Linked DNA regions of Mus musculus: region 1 is linked to region 2. The links are chromatin contacts, called in public Hi-C maps. All regions are on one chromosome and are shown on one strand. Each heading gives the region's core, a stretch centred on a gene start, on an enhancer-like site or on the middle of the called end of the contact. The rest is flanking DNA. Distances are from core to core; before and after follow the strand shown. Region 1 overlaps Gm33655 (a long non-coding RNA gene). Region 2 overlaps Gm33655 (a long non-coding RNA gene).

The links. Hi-C and Micro-C count contacts between places; a contact is called where the count stands out from the background.
Region 1: a Hi-C map of uterus shows a contact between it and region 2, with 2.7 times the contacts expected there. The contact joins two enhancer-like sites. A contact is called at or near these places in 9 of 39 promoter capture datasets (the 3T3-L1 cell line, cranial neural crest, embryonic stem cells and 6 more), 1 of 15 datasets of contacts at CTCF or cohesin (stem cell-derived epiblast-like cells), 24 of 484 Hi-C or Micro-C datasets (cerebral cortex, embryonic fibroblasts, embryonic stem cells and 3 more), 14 of 115 datasets of contacts at active chromatin or transcription factors (craniofacial prominence, embryonic basal ganglia, embryonic forebrain and 9 more) and 1 of 9 other capture datasets (embryonic stem cells).

Annotation. Positions count from the first base shown.
Region 1 is chr4:114,839,949-114,845,836 of GRCm38.p6, reverse strand. The region is part of intron 1 of Gm33655 (a long non-coding RNA gene); the gene reads left to right. It overlaps Gm12830 (predicted gene 12830), which reads right to left. Exons shown (of 4, transcript NR_033617.1): 2 at 4,047-4,199; 3 at 720-849. It also overlaps the pseudogene Gm23230. Among named protein-coding and RNA genes, the nearest start is that of 9130410C08Rik, 18 kb to the right of the region's middle. Within about 2 kb of position 2,151, at least 45 of the 459 cell types and tissues checked have an H3K27ac peak or open chromatin away from gene starts, as enhancers often do. A contact at or near this core is called in embryonic limb bud and uterus, where this site is marked.
Region 2 is chr4:114,686,067-114,692,038 of GRCm38.p6, reverse strand. All of the region lies in intron 1 of Gm33655 (a long non-coding RNA gene), which reads left to right. Among named protein-coding and RNA genes, the nearest start is that of Gm12829, 8.7 kb to the right of the region's middle. Within about 2 kb of position 3,263, at least 35 of the 459 cell types and tissues checked have an H3K27ac peak or open chromatin away from gene starts, as enhancers often do. A contact at or near this core is called in embryonic limb bud and uterus, where this site is marked.

The DNA of each region.
Region 1 (5,888 bases), core at 902-3,401, 150 kb before region 2:
GTCTAGGTTGAAGGCCAGGGGGTGGAAGAGACCACAACTCAGCCATATTTCCTTTCAGCTCAGGGTCACCAGCACTCCCAGACACACCCAAAACAAATGTGTTACCGTGCACACTTATCTTCACCGTGTGTGACAATTTGATCTTGTTTCTTTTATAACTGTTGTTTTACAATGGGCAGTTTGAGAGGCCTGGGTACGCTGAAGGGAGGGAGGAGTAGGGTGCACTCTTCAGGGAACAGTCAGAGGGAAGGACTGGCTTCCTTTAGGGAGAGGGGTCACATTAACCATTTTAATGGGGGAGATGGAGGCTGTGTTTTGGGGTTCTGGGCAGGACATGCTGCTGGTAGTTTTCTGGCTTTGATGAAAGTTAAACTTGGAACCCAGTCAGCTGCTCCAGCCTTATACCCTTGCCATGTATGGATGTATGGAAGTGAGAACTCCATGTTTTCTCTTAAAGTGTAGGGGAAAACAAGTTCACACACACAGATACACACAAACGACATAGATGCTTGTGCAAAAGCAAATGCATGCATCTTTATTCAGACTTCTGCTATTGCAGCTGCATACACAGGTACATACATACTCATATTCATACATGAACATTGACCTGGACAACATGCATACATCTAAATACACAAAGACATTTTAAACATGCAGGCCCGTGGGTGTACATCTCAGGGCACAGTTAAATACACACATTTCCATACATAGGAACTCACATAGTTACCAGGCAGGGAGATCCAGGATGAGGCTTATCCATTGTACTCCAGATGTGCTGACCAATGTCATTTCCTCAAACGACAGAAACTCGACTGTATAATTTGTTGGAGGCTTTGTTCCCACTTTCCCCTGTAAAACAAAAGGAAAATAAGTAACCATATGTGTTCTGGTGAGCATACATAAACACCAAGCACTAGAAGTTGGTGTTCCTGGAGAGTTCCATGCCTTGTAAAGGCTCACACCCCCTCCATCAGCCCCACCTCTGTCTCTGTGCCTGTGCCATCCCTCAGGGCTCCTTCCTTATCAGGCTCCCTTCAAGTCCTGGAAGCTTCTTTCACTGCCTCTGTCCTCTGTCTTTCAGCCTCTGCTACATCTCCCTTCCCTAAGGCCTAGTCTGAGGCATCCTGTCAACACTCTCCAGTTCCTTTCCATGACCTACCGTCAGCTTCCTGTTTTCCCTGGACTACCAGCTGTTCCTTTCATGGCTCTGTGCAAGAGGGCCTTAATAAATAAATATAGACTGATGAAAGAAGAACTACTGTGCGGAGTCGTTCTGAGTCCCGGGAGCTGGAGGAGGTGGGCAGTGCCATTATCTTTCCATTATTCTCTGTTTTCTTTAGATTTATTTTTAAAATTATCTTATTGTATGTTTGTGATTGTTTTGCTTGCATGTCTGTGCACCATGTGCATGTGTATCTGTGTACCATATGCATGCCTGAAGCCTGGGGAGACCAGAAGAGGGCATCAGATCCTGTGGTAATAGAGTTATAGATGGTTGTGATCTGCCAAGTGGGTGCTGGAAATTGAACCCAGGACACCTGGAAGAGGACCCAGTGTTCTTAACCACTAAGGAATCCTTCCAGCCCCCCCCCCATTCTAAATTTTAGTGTGTGTGTGTGTGTGTGTGTGTGTGTGTGTGTGTGTGTGTGTGTATGAATCTGTTTATGGATGCTCACAGAAGCCAGAAGAGGATGCCAGAACCTCTGGAGCTGTACATGTGTGAATAGTCCTACGTGAGTTCTGGGGGCTGCAAGTGTGGAGCCATCTCTCCAGCTTTCAATGCCTCTACCTTTCCTAAAGGAGCAATGCAAGCATCCTGTGTGTCAGAGCTGGGTCTCAACTCCATTGGCAACTGTTAGATTTCCCTTTCTGAAGTCTGGCCTTACTGCAGTGGTGTTCCGGCCCTTCTTTACAGCACCCTTTCCTGTAAAGAAAATTTTATTGCTGGCAAGGGCCGAATACTCTGCTGTAGATCAGCACGACAAAAAGGAGTTGGAGTTCCAGGGAACAAACAAGTTGGCCAGGTGTGTCTGGGGCTGCAGCTGTCTTGAAGATTCTGCAAGAAACCCTGATTTAGGACAGAGAATGCTGGGTGCGAGTCACCAGAGGAGGCCCGAGCGTCGCCAGCGCTCTCACCTGTTGGGCCGGGGCCGGGTGGGCTCGCACTGCCGCTGGGTGGCCTGGCCCGGGCCCGACAGCGCTCCGTGCTCGGGGACCCTCCAGGGACCCGCTGGGGAGCAGCACAGAGGCGGCGGCCTGGCGGGGCCGGGTGGGGCGGCGAAATGGCTTTTCCAGCTCCGGAGCCCAGGCCGCGCTGTTGACACAGTCGCGGATTTTAATGAGAAATCTGGAGCGTGCGTGGGAGACGTGGCGCGGGGTGCACAGATGCGGAGCTGGCGGCGCGGCCCGAGGGAGAGCGCTGGGGCGCGCTCACCTTTGAACTGCCAGGGACACTGTTTACCTTGGCAGTCCAAGTGGCAGTTTTACAGATATTAAATACCGACCCGAGGGGAAGCAGGGATCGGGGGCTGTCTGCACCAAGGGATCCCGTGCCCTCCCTGCAGCTGGCGGTCGGATTCGGTGCTGGGGAGACTCTCGGCCCTCGCATCCCATCCAGTCCCAGCCCGGCTGTCTCCTAATTCGATTTTCCGTGTCGGGAGGAGGAGGCCAAGGGCAGTCTGGGCCTTGCTCACACACCTTTTTGGCACGTCTATGTCTGGGGATTGCAGATCTCCAGTCCAGGCACCTCCTTGGCGGCGCTCCGGGTTACCTGATTCTTTTCTAGGGGCAGAAGAGATCCATCCTCCCTCCCTCCCTCCCTCCCTCCCTCCCTCCCTCCCTCCCTCCCTCCCTCCCTCCCTCCCTCCCTCCCTCCCTCCCTCCCTCCCTCTCCGCCTCTCTCTCTCTTTCTCTGAGACTTTTGCGGGACAGAGGAGAGCTCTGCCCGCGACCCAGGCTTCAGCCGGCAGTCAGAAGGCTCCCTGCAGAGGCACAAGCCATGTTGATTTTACGGAGAAGGCTGCTATGCACATTTCACTGCTGATTTATTGGTTTTTAACTAGATCCTTATGCTGGGCTAAAAAAGCCATCTTGCACTTTGTAAGGCTCTGCTGACTGCTGCTGAAAATGACACAGGGGCTCCTCCTCCCCTCCCCCACCCCGTCCCACCGAAAGGGCGACGGTGGAGGTAAGCCTAGGGTCCCTCTTCTGAGCAAGAAGCCTCCTGCTGCAGCCTCCCAGCCACTGACTACCTGCTGTGTGCACTGGGGTGAGTGTGTTGGTGTGCGGAAGACTTTATGGTCTAAAGGGAGGGTCTGGGAGAGGCAGGGACATAGTACTCACCTTTTCTCTATCAGAGCTCTTGCTGTATATATTAATGAACTTGCTGTATATATTAATGAACTTGGGAGTGGGTGTCAGCAAATATAGAGGGACACCCTGGTTCATCATTGTGTGACTTAGTAAAGCTACCTAAACTCTCTGATCTCCTGATTTGTCATCTCTGCAAAGAGTGTAGTTCTTATCTGTGATGTGGGAATCAGATAGACTCTTGTCTTAAGCCCTTGTAGCCCTGGGGGTTTTAGCATACAGTTGGGATAGCAAATTAATGGTTAGAGTCCCTTCGGAGACTTCCTCCCCATTCTGGCCCATAACTCTGGACACAGGCAAAGTCCTTAACACAGAGGTTAGTTAATTCACACCACCTCCTGGGACCACATACAGTGTTTCATAATTCAAATGGAAGATTAAGCAACATAAACCACACGATTATAAATTTTAAGGCACCTTCTATCATCAGCTTACCAAATCCTCAGGTAAGCTCTGTGAGGGTAGAGGCAGGCTGCGTCATTAACCACAGGTGCTTTCTCAGACCTGTGACTTGAAGGTAAGATGGACAGCTTCTAGCCTAGAGTTTGCTTCTTGATGTCTTGGTTGTTTTTCCTATTATTTAACAGCATCCCTCCATCCCCAGGACAGCTTCACTGGATGCAGCTTCACTGGATGATTGCTGGTACACACAGTGTGGAGACCACAGAGATACCCACCTTTAAGAAAGGCCCCTTCTTCCAGCCCTGCAAAAGCCACCAGAAAATAGGGTGGGCCCAGTGAAGACAGGTCTGATTGAGACCCCCACAACCCAGGGAGCTGAAGGAGGATGCTCGCGCATCTGTAGAACCCATCAGCGGCTTGATGGGTCGCTGTTAAACAAAGATGGGATAAGGTTACACGTGTTTTCCGTGGGAGTCGGCTCCAGTTTCAGCCTGATGATTTAGTCAGGTGTAAGCATGAAGTTTCCAATTTAGAGGAATAAATCTCCAGTGATTTTATTATCCCCTGTTTTACCCTGACACCCAACTTCACCCCGGCCCCCTGTCAAAGCCCTCATGATGTGTTTATATAGGGCACACTGTAATTGATTGGCGTGCAATAGAACATGACACAGAAAATGTGGCCTTCCCCACCAGGCTAACTCTGGAAGCTTCCATATTTCATCATCCTCCAGGCTCAATCAGTGGCTCCACTCACTGTGGTCACAAATTCCTGGGATTCTGGATTGTCTGTGAATAGGAGTATGGGGCCAAGGGGTTCATCTGGGACCCCCCAGGTTTCCCAGTGGGTGTTTTGGCCTGGAGCTGTGGGATGAAGAGAGAGGCTTCTGTCCTGGACTGTTGGGCTCTCTGGATTCAGTACCTCACAATTCTGCCTGATGAGAGAGTAGCCAGATTGAATTTTCCATGCCTCTAAGATATGGTAATTCCAATGTCCCAAGCTTCTAAAAAGATCAGTTTTGAGTAATATGTGGCTTCAAGCATCCATGAATCCATGGTATTAAAGTACTACATCTACAATAACACCATGCAATACAACACTATTCTGTAGTAATGATATAAATATGAATGCAAACGTAGATGTGGATCTGCATATTCACAGCAATGTTAAAACCAATACTGATTATGCTATTATCACTTGTTGGCATGGTTCTAGGTGGGCTGTACAATTCTTTCATTTAATTCTCCCACAACATTATGAAGATATTGCTGTATGCTTTTGTACATGGTTCCAATGACGACCAAGAGGGTAATAAAATTCAAGTTGGGCTGTTTAAGATTCTGAAATATTAGCACTGCTACCGTATATGCAGCAAGCCAACATGAGGAAAGCAGACAGATGTGGAGTAAGAAGCAGTCTTGACTCTTATTTGTTGTCAGGAGCATACCTAGTAAATGCTCACAGTGTAGTCCATGTCACTGACCCTGTCCTCAGCCCCAGGAATGGTATGAAGGAAAAGAGCATCCAAGTTCTAAGGTAGAGGAATGAGGACACAGACATCCTAAACTTTGACGACAGAAAGTTCCCTTTGAGTCCTTCCGAACCCTATTGTTTCTTAGTCTGAAATTGGAAAAAAAAATCACTGTAACTTAGTCTTTCAACCAGCATCTGGCTCCTTCCTGTTACCTACCTCCCATGATGGGTGGAGCATATTTTGTGATAGCAATTTTCTGCTTACAATAAACTAATGTTTACTTTGCTGTAGCTTTGACTTAGGGCTCTTAGCTTGTCCTGAAGAGCCACAGAACTGCTTTCTCTGCTCCACGATTCTGCAGAGTTCCTAATACAGTAAACCAAGCCTGTTTACTCACTCACCACTCATTCATCAATATCCTCCCCTCCTCCCTCCTTTCATCTACTTGTTCATCCATCATCCATCCATCCATCCATCCATCCATCCATCCATCCATCCATCCATCTACCCACCCATCCATTCATCCATCCACCCATCCATCTACCCATCTACCCATCTATCCATCCACCCATCAACCCACCTACCCATCCATCCATCCATCCATCCATCCATCCATCCATCCATCCATCTACCCATCCATCCA
Region 2 (5,972 bases), core at 2,014-4,513:
GCAAGCCAACCAGTGTCTACAGATTCAGCGCCTCCATGCTTAAAATGGAGGGACACCAGCACCTTCTTCCCCTGAATCTGCCTGGAGACTCGACACAATCCTGTAGCGACAGGTGGTAGCTGTTGATGTACACGATGTGACTCTCAGGGCACTGGTTCAGGTCGGGGTACAGGGCATAATCTCTCACTGACTGAACAGAATCAAGACGTTGGGGTCCCCACATCACTGAGCACTTGCCCTCACTGCTTAGCCCTTTCTGGCCTGTGGAAGACTTGGGTGTGGCAGTGGAGAGGTCAGTCACACCTCACACAGACACACTGTTCCACATGCACAGTTCTCCTGCAGGGACCCGCACAGCCCGCGCTGCTCTCTACACGGCCTGAGAATGGCCTGCCTTTCCCAGGATTCCCAAGCTAGGTTGCGTCATCTGTGCGTCGTCTTCTCTTCCCTCTCCTCATTGGCCCCCTCGGCACTCCTGGGCTTATACTTTTGAAAAGCAAAGCCGTGTACTTTTGCTAGGGAGAGAGTAAGTAGGTCCCTGCCGGTGTGAAGAGGAAGGGCAGAGAAGCTGCAAGAGGAAGCATGACGTCTTATTATCTTGACATGATGTCATCAACACCATCGCGGCCATCATCTTCATCATCTTCATCATCATGCTCCTCATCACCATCGTGGGCTGCACCCTGTGCGCCTGTCACCACAGATACCATCATGCTTTTGCTAACCTCCTGAACCCATGAGCCAAAATAAATCTTTCCTCTCTTGTTTCTGACTGATATTTTAATCATAATGACACAAAAGTAAATAATGTGGGCTTCATCATAAGGATTTGGAGGTGGGGTATATGATCCCATAGTGGGGAACTTGCCTCTGGGCCAGATAGACACAGCAATCAGAAATTAAAGTGGTTCCACCACAACTGGGTTATGAACAACCTGAAAGGGTATGAAAGACAGTAGGAAATACCAGAGAAAGATGTTTGAACAGGGAGGAGTCTCCACAGACAGACGCCTGTCTTGGCTAACGGCGCGAGCAGGGGTCAGGTCAATTCCATATCTCCGGGATCCCCACAGGGCCTGGCTCAGAACGAGGCTATATGTGCACTGCTGAGGGGCAGAGAAGGGGCTAGATGAGACTGGAGCGCCCTTGGATTGGGCTGAGGAGGCCAAGTTCTTACGTGGAAGACTCTGGAGGATGGGAGAGGAGGAAGCAGCCCTGCCTAGATGCCTGGGTAGTCATGAACATGGGGATGGCCTGGCAAGAACCTGGAGTGCTATTCAGGGAAGGGAGAGAACGTCAGGTGGGGGAAAGAATGGGAGAGCCGAGGGCTGAACAGTAGGGCTGTATGACGGTGTGCCCCTTCTGAGAATAAAGGATAAAGTAGGAGGAGTTCCTCATAATTGCTGTGAGGATTAAGTGAAGTCATGTATGTAAAATGTTTAACATAATGCCTGGCATGTAGTAAATTCTTAATCAATGCCAGCTAATGTCACAACTCTCTTGTTTTCCTTCTGGAAAACCCCCAGAATTGCTGAGAGGATTAAATGTGGTCACATATATAAAATGCTTAGCGTATTGCCTGGCATATAGTAAGTGCCCAATCAGTGCCAGCTAGTGTTGTCATGACTGGCAAATTCCAGCTGGAAAACACACATACTGTATCCCTGAGTCAGTCTTGGCTCTGCTTCTCCTACACACACACACACACACACACACACACACACACACACACACACACACACAGAGAGAGAGAGAGAGAGTCAGAGTCACACCTATCCAATCACCAAGTTCCTCTCTTCTCAGCCCTGACATCTCTTACTTACACTTCTTTCTTGATAAAAGTATGGAGACCAGGAACCGAATGAAGCTGCTTCAACTGTAGCCCAAGCTAGCTAGACCCCTGTGGGCTCTGTAGAGTCTGGCTCCCTGGAACAGTCCCCTGTGTCTGCTCTGCCCATCTGAGCTCTTCAGAGCAGCCTTGCCCTGCTCCTGTGGATGTCCCAGCTCCTGCCAAGGCCTGTCCTAGATGAATCTTGGGGTGGGCTGGGAACAACTGCATAGAATCCTGATGAGGAACTGGTCCCAGTTTTACACTCAAGGGAGTGGAGGAGAGATTTGGTCTGGGAGGAGCTTAACTAAATGGCCTTTAAGGCCTTCTCCAACTCCAGAATTCTTGGATTGAATCTCCAGCAGGGAAGAGGCAATGCTTTGGTTCCACAGCGCTTGTACTTACTCTATGTGGGTATATGTAGGACACTGCTCTTCACAGTGAGTGGCAGTATCATGATTGGCAGAGGAGATGCCAAGGCCTATGGAAGCCAGAGCAATGGGCCCTTGCCCATCGTGTTCCAGAAGATTCTTTCCGTGTTCCGGGCCCTATGCATTGGAAAACCACCTTCTGGTAGAACTCTGACGGGGTGGAGGTGTGTGAGAACTGTGCTTCTCCATCTATGACCTCAGGTAGTGGTATAGGCGACTGAGCGTTATTCTTAAAAATGCTTGTATTACATTTATTGATTTGTATCTGTGTGTGCGTATGTTCATGGAATGCGTGCCATGGCACAAGTGTGTGGGTCAGAGAACCAATGATTTTCAAAAGCTGGTTCTCTCCTCCTCCTTTGTGAGTCCTGGGGATCAAACACAGGTTGTCAGGCTTAGTGACAAATGCTTTTATCAGCTGAGCTATCTCTCTCTGGTGCCATGACTGAGTTTTAAATGTAATCGAAAGACACATTGGGCAGAATACTGGGTGTTCAGATCCGGTGCATCCTGTATCCCGTATCCTGTATCCACAGCAGAAGATTATGTAGGCCAGGGTTGCATTAGGCGCTTTCTTTTCTTACCATGTAGTTCCACAATCTCACAGGGAGGGGGCGCTCCAAGGCTGGCCAGGTAAGCTTACTGTGTGACTTTTGATAAATCTCTCCACTTCTCTGGGCTAGTTCATCAATAAAAAGAGAGGACAGACTATTAGGCTTTAAAAAGAAGTAAAGACAGAATCTAGGACCTGGATTTTCTTGAAGGAGGGGAAAGGAAGTCTTCACTCATTGTTCCCCTTGTCCTTCGTTCCCTTGGTTGACCCCAACCTTCCACCACCCAGAGCACAGCTCCCAGCGACCTGAAGAACTTTTGTATTTACCGCTTAGCACTTGCTGTACGCGGCTCCGGCCTTCTTTAGAAGCCTTTTCTTTACGAGTTTATTTTGGCTTGTGCTGAGCATTCATAAAATTCCTAGGGAACTGGAGGTTCAAAAGTCGGGCTTGTGGAAGGAGTAGGTGGGAGGGGGTGGGAACAGCAGAGAGGGGCGAGGCAGGGCCAGCCCTGGGAAGCTGGAGGAAGAGGCAGTTTTCCATTCTCCACTCGGGCCCCGCTGGCCGCTTGTGAGTCTTGGGTCTTCTGGGTCGTGAAAGGGGAGAAGGGGTGAAGGAGAGAGAGGTGTGGGGGAGCTTGTGGGAGGAACTGTGGGCCTGGGAGGGCTGGGATCTTCCCACCCACAGCAGAGCAGTTTCTGATAGGAGTCCCGCTGGCTTGTCCTGGGTTTTCTTGTCATTCATCTCCTCCTTGGACAGGGGCTCCTCTGCAGGTTGGAGGCAAGGATGAACGCCTGAGCCTAGGGCATATGAAACAAATTAGGTCTCCGTTACAGCCACCCAGAGGCGGGTGATGGATGGGGCCTGTGCTCTCAGCAAAGCTAATTGGCAACACACAGAGACATCCAAGAAAGTATATTATTTTGCCAGACTTTGGAGTCACTGGTCGCCGCGCCCCCCGCCCGTTATTTTTCTTTTTTTCTTTTTATTGTTAGAACATTATACAGCCAGAGATGAAAAGCACGGTGAAAGTTTTCAATCTAATAAAAAGCATTGACTGCAGAGCAAAAATAACGCACACAGAAGAGTTTGTTTTGGATCTAGGTTTTACTAATGTCCCCTCATTACAAAATGGTTCCAGTTACAAAACAATTCAGAGACTGCCACATTAATAAACAGCTTGTCTTTCTGAAGGGTCAGGGAGTGCATGGGCGCGTGCACACGCGTACACACACACACACACACACACAGGTGCATGAATGCCCACATGATCAGTGATTCCAGAAGAAGGAGCTTGGTACAAATTGCAAATTGCACTTACACCTTGGTAAAGAAGAAAAGCCTCCAGACTGAGATGGGGCAAAGCACCTGAAGTTTATTCAGGCTCACCTGATCCAAGAATTCTAAATAATGTGCGAACTGTAGCCAGCTGGAATCCACATGGTATTCTAGATCTCACTTTCCTTAAGTTTTTTTTTGTTGTTGTTGATGTTTTGGTTTGGTTTGGTTTTTTGTTTGTTTGTTTGTTTGTTTGTTTTTGGTTTCAGTGTCCTCTGAGGATCTCAGGATTTCTCTAGTAAATCCTGGGCACTTATTATTTGTTCTCAAGTATTCTTCTCTTTTTTTTTTCTGTAGGAAATAGTTACTAGATCTAATATTGATCAGCAATGGAAAGATTCCAAACCGGAGTTAGAACCCGACAAGCTGGGAGCTGTGCTTTGCACATCCCTGTAAAAGAGTAACTAGTCATAGGATCCACTGGGGCATTTGCAAGACAGCCAAATGAGCGCATCGTAGGGTGGGCAGGTGGTGATGATGTTTCTGATCAGTGGCTTCTAAATGACCTTCACATTTGCAAAGTGCTGGTCAGTGAATCTGCCCCCACACTAGTCCCCAAACAGTTATTTTTACTGTCACTGCTCATTTTCACCCAAGTGCTTGCTTATTCGATTGCTTTGTTTTCTGCCCCCACAACTGGAGTTTTCACTAGGGAGGAAATAGAACTCTGCTTGCTTTTGTAGATGGCTTGGGCTCTGGGGCTCCTAGGGCTCCTAGCCTGACTGGTCAGTTTGGGGAAGTCTCAGCATATCTTCATAAGTCAGCTTAGGGAAGCAGATCACAGACCTGAGGCTAGTCCCTGCCTCTGTGGTGGTGGGATAGGGGTTTTGTTCTGCAGGGCACATTTGGAAGCTGGTTGTACTCTATCTGTGGCACCCCACTATATCTGATCCCCACTATATCTGATCCCTAACTCTGCCATGTGTACTGGGATGAGAGTCAGGACATACACATGGAGCCAGGGTTCCAGAGCCTCTGTTCCACCAGTCTGCTCAGCATTGGCTTGAAATGGGGTTAGTTTCTCAAATGGACAAGGGGAAGGGAACGAATGTATCTTCTCTCTGCAGTGGCTCCGGGTCCTGCTCTGGTCTGCCCTTCCCTTCCCCGAAGCCTTGATGTCCACATGAAATTTTTTTTTTAAAGGACAAAATTTCTAGTGTTGGGTCTGGGCCTAGTTTTTCAGGGAACACTGAATTGCCCATCTCTGCACAACTGAAGGACCCAGAGGTTCGTTCTGGCCACTCATTCTACCTCCTATCTCTGCTACATACCCCTAGAGCCTTGGCTGGCCCCGCCTGGTAGTGACCACTGCCCGCTGCTCTCTCCTTTCCACCTTCCCAAGGCCTGGATGGCCTTTGAGTAAACAGATAGCCCAGCGAGGTGTGTGATCAATTAGCTTTGCTGAAAATACAATCATTTTGTTATTCCAAGCTGATGAGGAGGCCTCTTCGGCTTGCTCTCCCAGCCTCCACATGCCAATCAGCCCGTGTCACCGATATAATTTTCCACATAAACACAACCTTTGTGCAACATCTACTCTTGTAAATAGATGTAATTCCCTAACCAAATAGCGCACTTGGAGGGGAAATGGATATTATGCATGCAAAAAGAAAAGCTGGTGATTTTTACACTTTCCAGGCAACAAAAGATTACCCCTAATTGCAAATGGGGAGGGGGGATTAGGGGAGGGCACAAGGGGGAGGGGGAGGTGCTGGGAGGCTGGAGAGGCCTGCTTTCAGGAAGATTCTCTCTCTCTCTCTCTCTCTCTCTCTCTCTCTCTCTCTCTCTCTCTCTGTGTGTGTGTGTGTGTGTGTGTGTGTGTGT